Regions from separate parts of the Mus musculus genome. Here regions 1 and 2 are each linked to region 3. Evidence: chromatin contacts called from public HiChIP or PLAC-seq and promoter capture Hi-C data. All regions are on one chromosome and are shown on one strand. The core of a region is the stretch at or near the end of the contact, and the rest is flanking DNA. Distances in the headings are between cores, read along the strand shown.

Evidence for each region. Promoter capture Hi-C pulls out the DNA fragments that hold promoters and counts their contacts. HiChIP or PLAC-seq counts read pairs in DNA pulled down with a chosen protein or histone mark.
Region 1: a promoter capture Hi-C map of pre-B cells shows a contact between it and region 3, with 2.4 times the contacts expected there. The contact joins the promoter of Cfap77 here to the promoter of Zer1 in region 3. A contact is called at or near these places in 2 of 39 promoter capture datasets (cranial neural crest and pre-B cells).
Region 2: a contact with region 3 is called in an H3K27ac HiChIP or PLAC-seq map of regulatory T cell precursor, with 12 times the contacts expected there. The contact joins the promoter of Fam78a here to the promoter of Zer1 in region 3. A contact is called at or near these places in 1 of 39 promoter capture datasets (pre-B cells), 1 of 484 Hi-C or Micro-C datasets (CD4 T cells) and 1 of 115 datasets of contacts at active chromatin or transcription factors (regulatory T cell precursor).

The regions. Positions count from the first base shown.
Region 1 is chr2:29,053,464-29,056,579 of GRCm38.p6, reverse strand. It overlaps Cfap77 (cilia and flagella associated protein 77), which reads left to right and starts at 1,514. Exons shown (of 6, transcript NM_001166705.1): 1 at 1,514-1,766. The coding sequence starts at 1,572.
Region 2 is chr2:32,082,113-32,085,005 of GRCm38.p6, reverse strand. It overlaps Fam78a (family with sequence similarity 78, member A), which reads left to right and starts at 1,301. Exons shown (of 2, transcript NM_175511.4): 1 at 1,301-2,422. The coding sequence starts at 2,100.
Region 3 is chr2:30,122,908-30,125,901 of GRCm38.p6, reverse strand. Zer1 (zyg-11 related, cell cycle regulator) reads left to right here and starts at 1,291. Exons shown (of 16, transcript NM_001290503.1): 1 at 1,291-1,626.

The DNA of each region.
Region 1 (3,116 bases), core at 265-2,764, 1.1 Mb after region 3:
TCATGTGTGCCACAGCATTCTCGTGCAATTCGGGGGACAACTTGGAATGGGTGGGATCTCTTTTCACCATATGGGTCCTGAGAAACAAACTGGGTTGTCAGGCTTAGAGGCAGGTGCCTTCACACCCCGAGCCATCTCCCCGGCCTTATTTTCAGATATTCTTACTCAGTGAACCAAACCTGATGATCTTTTTCAGTTTCCCTCCATTTGATTCCAGAGTCAGACACTATTGATCTAATCCATATTTTTTTTTTCTTTCGAGGTGGGAGGAAGTGTCCAACAGGGAAACTGGCTTGGGACCACCCACTGAATTAGCATTGACCTCAAGCCTAAGAATGCATATTTCTATTGCAGTACGACTGTGTTAGTACCATATCCCAGAGAGAGAGAGAGAGAGAGAGAGAGAGAGAGAGAGAAGAAGAAGAAGAAGAAGAAGAAGAAGAAGAAGAAGAAGGAAGAAGGAAGAAGGAGGAGGAGGAAGAAGAAGAAGAAGAAGAAGAAGAAGAAGAAGAAGAAGAAAGGAAGGAAGAAGAAGGAGGAGGAGAAGGAGGAGGAGAAAGAAGAGGAGGAGGAGGAGGAAGAGAAGAAGAAGAGAAGAAGAAAAGAAGGAGAAAAGAAGAAGAAGAAAGGAAGGAAGAAGAAGGAGGAGGAGAAGGAGGAGGAGAAAGAAGAGGAGGAGGAGGAGGAAGAGAAGAAGAAGAGAAGAAGAAAAGAAGGAGAAAAGAAGAAGAGAAGAAAAGAAGGAGAAAAGAAGAAGAAAAGAAGAAGAGAAGAAGAAGAAAAGAAGGAGAAAAGAAGAGAAGAAGAAAAAAGGAGAAAAGAAGAAGAAAAGAAGGAGAAAAGAAGAAGAAAAGAAGAAAAGAAGAAGAAAAGGAGAAAAGAAGAAGAAAAGAAGAAGAAGGAGAAGGAGGAGGAGGAGGAGGAGGAGGAGGAGAAGAAGAAGAAGAAGAAGAAGAAGAAGAAGAAGAAGAAGGAAGAAGAAGAAGAAGAAGAAGAAGAAGAAGAAGAAGAAGAAGAAGAAGAAGAAGAAGAAGAAGAAGGAAGAAGAAGAAGAAGAAGAAGAAAAGATTCCCTTGGGAGGGAACTGTAACTAGAGTAGGGTAGTTAGAGGGTGGAAGCCAAGGATAAGTGATCCTCTAAAACCTCTTCTCTTTTAACACAACCTAGATTTGATTCTTGGGTTTTTCTATGTTGATTTGAGACAGGTCTAAAAGGTCTCTGTGGTTGCTAAGAATTTCTAGAAAGAAAACCGGAAGCTCTTGAGCTGTTGGCGTCTTGTCACCAAGGAGACGGGACGTTCCATTTTTCCGAAAGGGGTAGTGTAGACACTCTTCCCTCTCTCAGTCTGCTGCGAGGTGCCCAAATCACTCCGAAGAACTGGCGGGGTTTAAGCTTTGGACAGAGGCTCCGCAGGTGGGCGCGCTCTGCTCCGGAGCCTGCCTTGCCGCGAGGTGCACCCCAGGGTCCCCGTGGTGCAGCCCGGAGCGCGCGCTCGCTCGGGGCTGGAGTCCTCAGACAGCGCAGAACTCTGTGGGCTTTGCAGCCAAGGTCTAATCCCGGAGGCCCCTGGGATGCCTGATCCGGCGAAACCCGGGAAAGACCTCACGGCATGGAAAAAGAAGAAGCAGCCCGTGCATCGCACGGTCAGCCAGATCTGCCCGCCGCCCCGACGGCCGCTGACGGTGGTCGACATCCGTACGGGCATGGAGAACGAAAGGCTGGGGGTCGTGCGTGACTCCATGTTTCAGAACCCGCTCATCGTCAAGGTGAGCGCCTGGGCACGATCATCCCCTCCGCGGGCACCGACGCCGCCGATGGGTTCCAGCTGCTGAACTCTCGGGACCCGGGGCCCAGGGTTTGGGCGCAGTGTAGGAAACTTGCTCTGGGTGAAACAGGCCTCCTGGACCCTCTGCAGTCGTAGCCAGTCCAGGAACCTCAGTGTCCTCAAGTGGCACACGTTAGCGGGGTCTTTCCCCACTACTGGGAAAGACTATGGATAGGGCAATCTCTACCGGGCTCGTACCCACAGGGTGACAGACAGGTCTCAGGCACCCATCCATGCCCTTGCCACCCAAGATCCATCTTCCCCAGCACCTCTGGTCTACTATGCAGCAGGTGCTCTGGGACTGACTGTCGGGAAAGTATCACAACACCATCTTAAGTGTGCTGGGGGTGTGAGATTCAAAGCCCTCTAGGAGGCGTGGCTGGCACTTGCGTGGGAGCAGCGTTTATAGACAGATCACTTTCCCTTTCGGTGCTGGTCCTCCGCACTTTTGTCTGTTTTCCTGTCTGGCTAAAAACTACACTTGGGCCGGGCGTGGTGGGGCACGCCTTTAATCCCAGCACTTGGGAGGCAGAGGCAGGCGGATTTTTGAGTTCGATACCAGCCTGGTCTACAAAGTGAGCTCCAGGACAGCCAGGGCTATAGAAAAACCCTGTCTCGAAAAACAAAAACAAAAACAAAACCCAAAAAAAACCTACACGTGGCCGTGGCTCTGCCTCTTTAGGCGCCGGGAGACCGAAAAAGTAAAGTTGAAGTTTAGTGGCGCAAATTTATCTTGTGCCGCTAGAGGGCAGTGTGCTTCTAAAAATTGACCTCGGTTTCCAGGTTCCATAGAGGTATGGGCATGCTGATGGGTTCTTTGACTATAGGCAGACCTATATTGTTAGACCTTTCTGGGCTAATTAATGCTCCCAGGAGGACAGAAGCTAGATACAGGGAACCCATGAAGCAGCATCCTTAGCACTGGCCCCTCTGAGATGTTTCCACAGTGGAACAAGTTTTGCTTACTTCTTGGATTCCTGATCTTAGCAGGTACCTGGGACAGAGAGTTGGAATTCACTGCCTTAGGCCAAGGAGGAAATCAAGGCCTATCAGTGCCTATCAATGGGTGTCCTGATAAAATTCCAACAGTGCTTTTATCTATCTATCTATCTATCTATCTATCTCCCAAATGCTGCCCTCTCCCGACCCCTGTCCTCCCTCGAAGAGTTCCTCTCTCTTCCCCTCCCCTCTGAGAGGGCAGTCCCCCCTCCGTATCTCCCTGCCCTGGTGCATCAAGTCCAACATTGCTTTAATCAGGTGTCACTAGTGTGCAGCTCCTTATATGAGAGGA
Region 2 (2,893 bases), core at 52-2,551, 2.0 Mb before region 3:
CCCCAAGTCTCCTGAACTGGAAAGCTGCTGGCATCCAGAAGTCAAAGGGCAATAGGAACACCCCCAACCCCAGGACCCGAGAAAGACAGAACTACACTACCCAGAATTCCTAGGGTTAGAAAAAAAGGAAATGTCGTTTATGCAAGAAGAGGCTCAACTCCCCCAGCAGCTGCAGAGAGGTGGGAAAGAAGAGAGAGAGAGAGAGAGAGAGAGAGAGAGGGGGGGGAGAGTGTGCTGAGTGCCAGAGCTAGGGAGGAGAGCCGGGCGGGCTGGAGGAGGAGGCGGTGCCTACCCGCCTGCACGCTACCGCCTGCGGACCTGCATCCCACGGGGCGCACGGGCGAGCGCAGGTCCTGCGTGCGCCGGTGCGCGTTGTCGCGCGGCTGCGGACGAACACAGGGGCCAGACAGGCGCAGGGACCGAGTTTCTGCAAAGTTTGACCTGGTTGCCTTTCCGATGCTGCAGCAGAGCGAGGCGGCGCGGGGCGCGCCAGGCGGCTGCGGCGCGGCGGCGGGGCAGAGCGGTGACAGCACGCTCATAATGATCATAAAATAAGGAGGCGCTCGGGGTGGGGGCGAGAGAGCCCCGAGCCTCAGCCCTCCGCCCCCGGCCATCCCCACAGCAGCCCGGAGCCAGGAGGGGCTTGGGGATCCGAGGCGCCCACGCCATCCCCGGACCCTAGTAGATAAGAGCCAGGGGACACTGCCCAGGGGAGGGGGCGCCCCGAAAACGTGCGGGCAGAGAGGTTAGGGAAGACCGGAGGGCGGTGACCCAGGCACCTGGAGCGGCCCTAGGGGCAGGTGAGTTCGTGACGCCCCCTGGGTGGGAACCTGACTGCCAAAGTTCCTCGGCGGAGGCGCGCGCTCGGGACGCGCTGGGCTCAGCTAAGGCTCAAGCTTGGTTAGGGGAAACCGAGGCACGCGGTGGGGCGGGGGGGGGGGGCAACACGCCTTCTTGGTGTCCAGCCACCTCTGCCGGCAAAGGGCAGAATGCCTTAAAAGACCGGCCTGGGCTTGGCACTGAGGCCCCGGGGATCGAGACACTGGAGCGAGAAGGGGCGTTTCACGCTGGTGGCGTGGTACTGATGCGCAGTACCCGAGCCGGGAGGTCCTAGTGACCCACTGCGGTGGCAGTCTGAACGACCCCTCACCCCTCCCTCGAGCTAAACCGGTGTCAGCGGAGATGTCACGGGAGGCGATTATTCGCTGGTGCGCGCAGTCGTGCGGCCGCCACTGACGGGGCGGGCGGAGGGGGGCGCCACCTCCGGGGAGACCGCCCAGAGCTGCGCCGTCAGCTCCACAGCCCGTGCCCGGCGCACAGGCATCGCCGCGCCCTCGAGTCCCCCGCAGTAAAGTTCGGCTCAACTTTGCCGCCCTGTGCCTTCCACCTCTCTGCAGGTCCTCGGCGGCCGAGGCGAAGCAGGCGGCGGCGGATATCCGAGTGCAGTCCCGGAGCCCTGCGCGGCAGTCAGCGGCTACAGCGACAGTGGCAGAGGAACGCGCGAGTGGGCGCCGGAGGGGACCTGGCGAGCACCTAACCCGGAGCGCACCTCTCGGAAGGGCGGGTGGATACGGGCCTCACAGGACGTCGGACCTCTGCCGCTTGAATCGGAGCTCACGCTGCAATTGATTGGGCCCCGCCGGGCGGGCGCGTGTGTTCCAGGGAGCCGGTGCGGAAGGCAGAAGGGCAGGAAGTCGGCGTTCTGCAGCGAGGGTGGCGCGACCGCGCGGGGACCGAGCCTTCCTTATTTATGTGCCTGGCAGAGCCCGTCTGCTTCCTGCGAAGACTTCAGGGAGAGTGTCCGAGCTGCCATCCCCAAGTGTGAGGACGCAGCGCTGGATGTCAGAAAAACATGCTTCTCCATTAAACTCCAAACTTTTCTTTTTTTAAACCCAAAGAATATCGGTGGCTTTTGCCCACTGCTAGAAGAGGGAGCCCAGGGCTCTTGAGATGCAACAGAACCCATATTTATAACAGGACCCGGCAGTGCTATGCAAACCTCCTCTACTCCTTAAGTTCTCTAGCCTATGGATCTCGATTTTGAGTTTTGAGATTAGATTGAGCGCTCTGCACTGGGTCCTGCAACCTCCATCCTTTCAATGCCCTGTTATTTTTGGGACTGCTGGCCTTCCCTGGAGATTAGAGCGGTCCTGTGTGCCATGGGCTGTATTCAGAGCATCGGAGGCAAAGCCAGAGTCTTCCGGGAAGGGATTACCGTGATTGATGTGAAAGCCTCCATCGACCCCATCCCCACCAGCATCGACGAGTCCTCCAGCGTGGTATTGCGCTATCGGACACCCCACTTCCGGGCCTCAGCCCAAGTGGTCATGCCGCCCATTCCCAAGAAGGAGACCTGGATCGTTGGTTGGATTCAGGCGTGCAGCCATATGGAGTTTTACAACCAGTACGGGGAGCAGGGCATGTGAGTACTCCTGGGGACAGGCTGGGGGCCTTGAAGGCTCGGGGAGGCTGGAGCAGGGCTGCAGGGGTCTTTAGGCAGGGGTGGAACTGTCTCCAAGCCTTCTTGGGTCAGGCAACTCTGGGGAGCCTTTATGTTGATTAGGGTCCTAGCTCAGCTAGACCTGCCCTGCCATTATCCCTGGTGCCCAGGGTTGTTCTGTCCTCCCTGGCAAGATGCTGAGAGAACAAGAACCTGTGCCCCTTTGGTAAAGCAAGTGTCAGGGCCATCTGGGGTCACCAGAGAAGTCATCACTCTGCCCCCCAGGCTCAGGCCTCCATGAACCCATTAGCTGATGGGAGTGGTTGGAAGCCTCAAAACAGCTTCCAGACTTCTTTGCACAGGACTTTGCCGTGGGGTCTGAACTTGTCTGAGTTGTGTGTGGAGGCTCAGATGCACAGAAGAGCTTCGGAGGCCAGCTTTACCATTGTCAGT
Region 3 (2,994 bases), core at 42-2,541:
TTTTTGTTTTAGAGACATGGTTATTTTGTGTAGTTTTGGCTGTCATGGAACTAGCTTAAACTAACGGAATCTGCCTATCTCTGCTTCCTGAGTGCTAAGATTAAGGTGTATGTATAGTATTTTGTGTGTGTGTGTGCGCGCGCTCAATGATAGAATTCCTGTCTGCCACAGGACCTGGGTTTGAGCCTCCACATCCCCTCCCTTCTTTCTCTCTAACCTCACTCCAGGGCATTCCTTAAGCAAAAAGTGTTGTTAGTTTACCAGATGTGGAGGGCAGTAAGAAAAATGTTTAAGCCTACTGCCTGATTGTTTGAGCTTAGAATGACAGAGATGCAAAGAGCCCACACTGATTTCAACTGTGAACGTTCTGGACAGGAGACCAGAAGGAAACAATTTACTGAGGGACTGGGTAAGGAGAGAAGGTAGATGAAAAGTCTGGATGCCCTGATTGTGAGACTGCAGAAGGAACGAAGGGATTTGTGTTCGGAGGCTATGGTAGAAATCAAGAGAAGAAATGGTGATGGGGCCAGTGAGATGGCCCAGCATGTAAGGGTGCTTGGTACAAGCATGGTGAGGACTGAATTTGATCCCTGAAACCAACGTGGCTGGTGTAGAGAACCCTCTCCAGCCAACAGTGCTCTGATCTCCTGCACATGTGCATATGCATGCACACATATAAATAAATGGGAAAAAAATCTTAAAATGAAAAGGAAGTATAGACCAGAGAGCTTGTTCGGTTCCTACGTTTGTGGGGCTTACAACTACCTGTAACTTCAGCTTCATGGGCTCCGGGGCTATTGTCCTCAGCAGGCAGCTGCCGTCACGTGCATAAGCACATATACACTTATGTACATAATTAAAATAATATTTTTGAAAGATAAAATGATGGACAGTAGGGCACTATTGGAGGAAGAGAGAAACAACTGTTAAGAGATCCTTGGTGACTAGAAGAAAACGCAGTGGCCAAGAACAGCCTCACTCCTGCTATCTGACAGCTCCTGGGTGAATGGCCCTTTTCGTGAAGGAAAGAAGGAGGAGCACATTTTGAGGGGCAATGTGGTGGCTGCTTAGAGACCGCCCAAAAGACGTCGGGTTGGGCACCGGGTGAGTCAGCACTAACTAGGTAAGATGGAGTCAATCCTGTCCTGAACCTGCTCCTGCGAGTTAGCCCCTCGCTAGAAGGAACCCTGGAAGCTAACGTGGAGACTGGGGCCTCAGCTTGGGCAGGAGCAGCCCAGAGAACCCGGAACCTTCAGCCGCCTCCGCCCACGTTCGCGGCGGGACAAGACGAGAGAACCCCTCCTCTGCTGCTAAGGGGCGGCCCGGAAGTGACGCTTTGTTGACAGCACACCCGCAGCCACAGGCTCTCCAAGCCTTCGGAACAGGATCGGGGGGAGGGGCTGGGCCCGGAGCCAAGCAGCCGGCGGCCCGAGGGCAAGGGAACGGCCTCCGTCCGGGGCTCCGGTCGCAGCATTCCCGCCCTGCCCCGCCCCGCCCCGCCGACCCGGACCCGGACCGGATCCGACCTCCTGCGGCGCTTTGGCCGCCGATTCCCCCGGGCCGCAGCCTCCGCTTGTAAGCCTGCGAAGCATCCTGTCTCCCCGTTGAGGGCCGCCCCCTCCTAGGGTACGTCCTAAATGCCGAGCCAAGAGACGTACCTGCATCCTTTTCTTCACCCTGTCTCAGGGTCTAAGCATTGTCGCTGCGACTCCTTGCAGAGGTCCACCACAGGCTAGTGGTGGGATGGCGCTCGTCGCCTGCCACCCAGGTCTGAGGATTTTGCCTTGAAAATTGAGCTCTCTCTAGAATGAGAACGACGCTCGCCCTTGCAAAATGGGGGCTCAACGTAGGGCTTAGGAGGCCAGCCTCTGCCCCTCCTACCTGTTGGATGAGTTTAGGTCTTCTCCCAACCCCCGAAGCCGTGCTACTTAAAAGCTTAGGGATGGCTTGGCTCCTGGATCAGCTCCCAAAATGCGATGCCAAGGTACAAGATAGTGCAACAGGGTCGGAAAAGAGCGGGTGGGCTTGCTGAAGATCAATGGCTCCCATAGGTGAGGTGAAACTAAAACTGACCGCTCTGGCTAGCTCTGGGTAGATTTAGCTGCTCTTTAACCAGTCAAAGCTTCCCCGGGTTTGCTTGTGCCTTGTGTGTATGACAGAGACGGGAGGGGGAGCAGAGGGTTGGGGGTAGTGGTGCCTAATGCCTGGGAAAAGCTAACTCAATGATGTTTCTGACAGAATGGTTCTCTACAGGCTTCAAGTTAGAGTGACCGGTGGAGATAGCATTGAAAGGGGGGTCACAGAAGCTATGCTTTGACCAAGAGGTTCTTGTTAGGTATGAAGGGTCGATGTGCTTTGCCTTATTCAGTAAATAAACGTACAACATGTTTGATAGTAATAGGTGTCACGAAGCAGAGACTGGGACCTCTGTATAGAATGGTCAGGGAAGGTCTCTAATGAGGTTTCTGTCTGAGCAGAGATGAGTGAGGTAGAAAGTCATTACAGCTTTCTGGGGGCTCAGCATTCAGCAGCAGGCGCAAAGATCCTGTGGTGGCAAGAGAACCCGCTTGGGTCTGAATGAAGGAGGCAGAGTGGGTGGCAAGGAAATCAAGTGAGAAGAAATAACCGCAGGGAACATATTAGGGACTGGCTTGTGATGCAGGGTTGATTTGTAATTTTTGAAATGTTGGAGAAGAATCAATTGTCTGAGGTGACAAATGACCAATGTACTTCAGCCCTGTGTTTTAAGTGCCCTCTTGCTGTCTGTACTGAACATCCATGGCAGAAATTAAAAGAGATTTCTGCGGGAAAGTCATGTCACATTACTGTTTCCTCGTAGTTAGAATGTGAGCAGGTGACCTTCTGCCTCGGTCTTTCCATCTGTAGAATAGGACTGCTAAGCTACAGGGTGCATGTGTGGCAGTGTGGTACATGACAGGAGGGATCCACCCACGACACAGTCCTGCAGCCCTTCTTTCTAGCATCAGCTGGAGG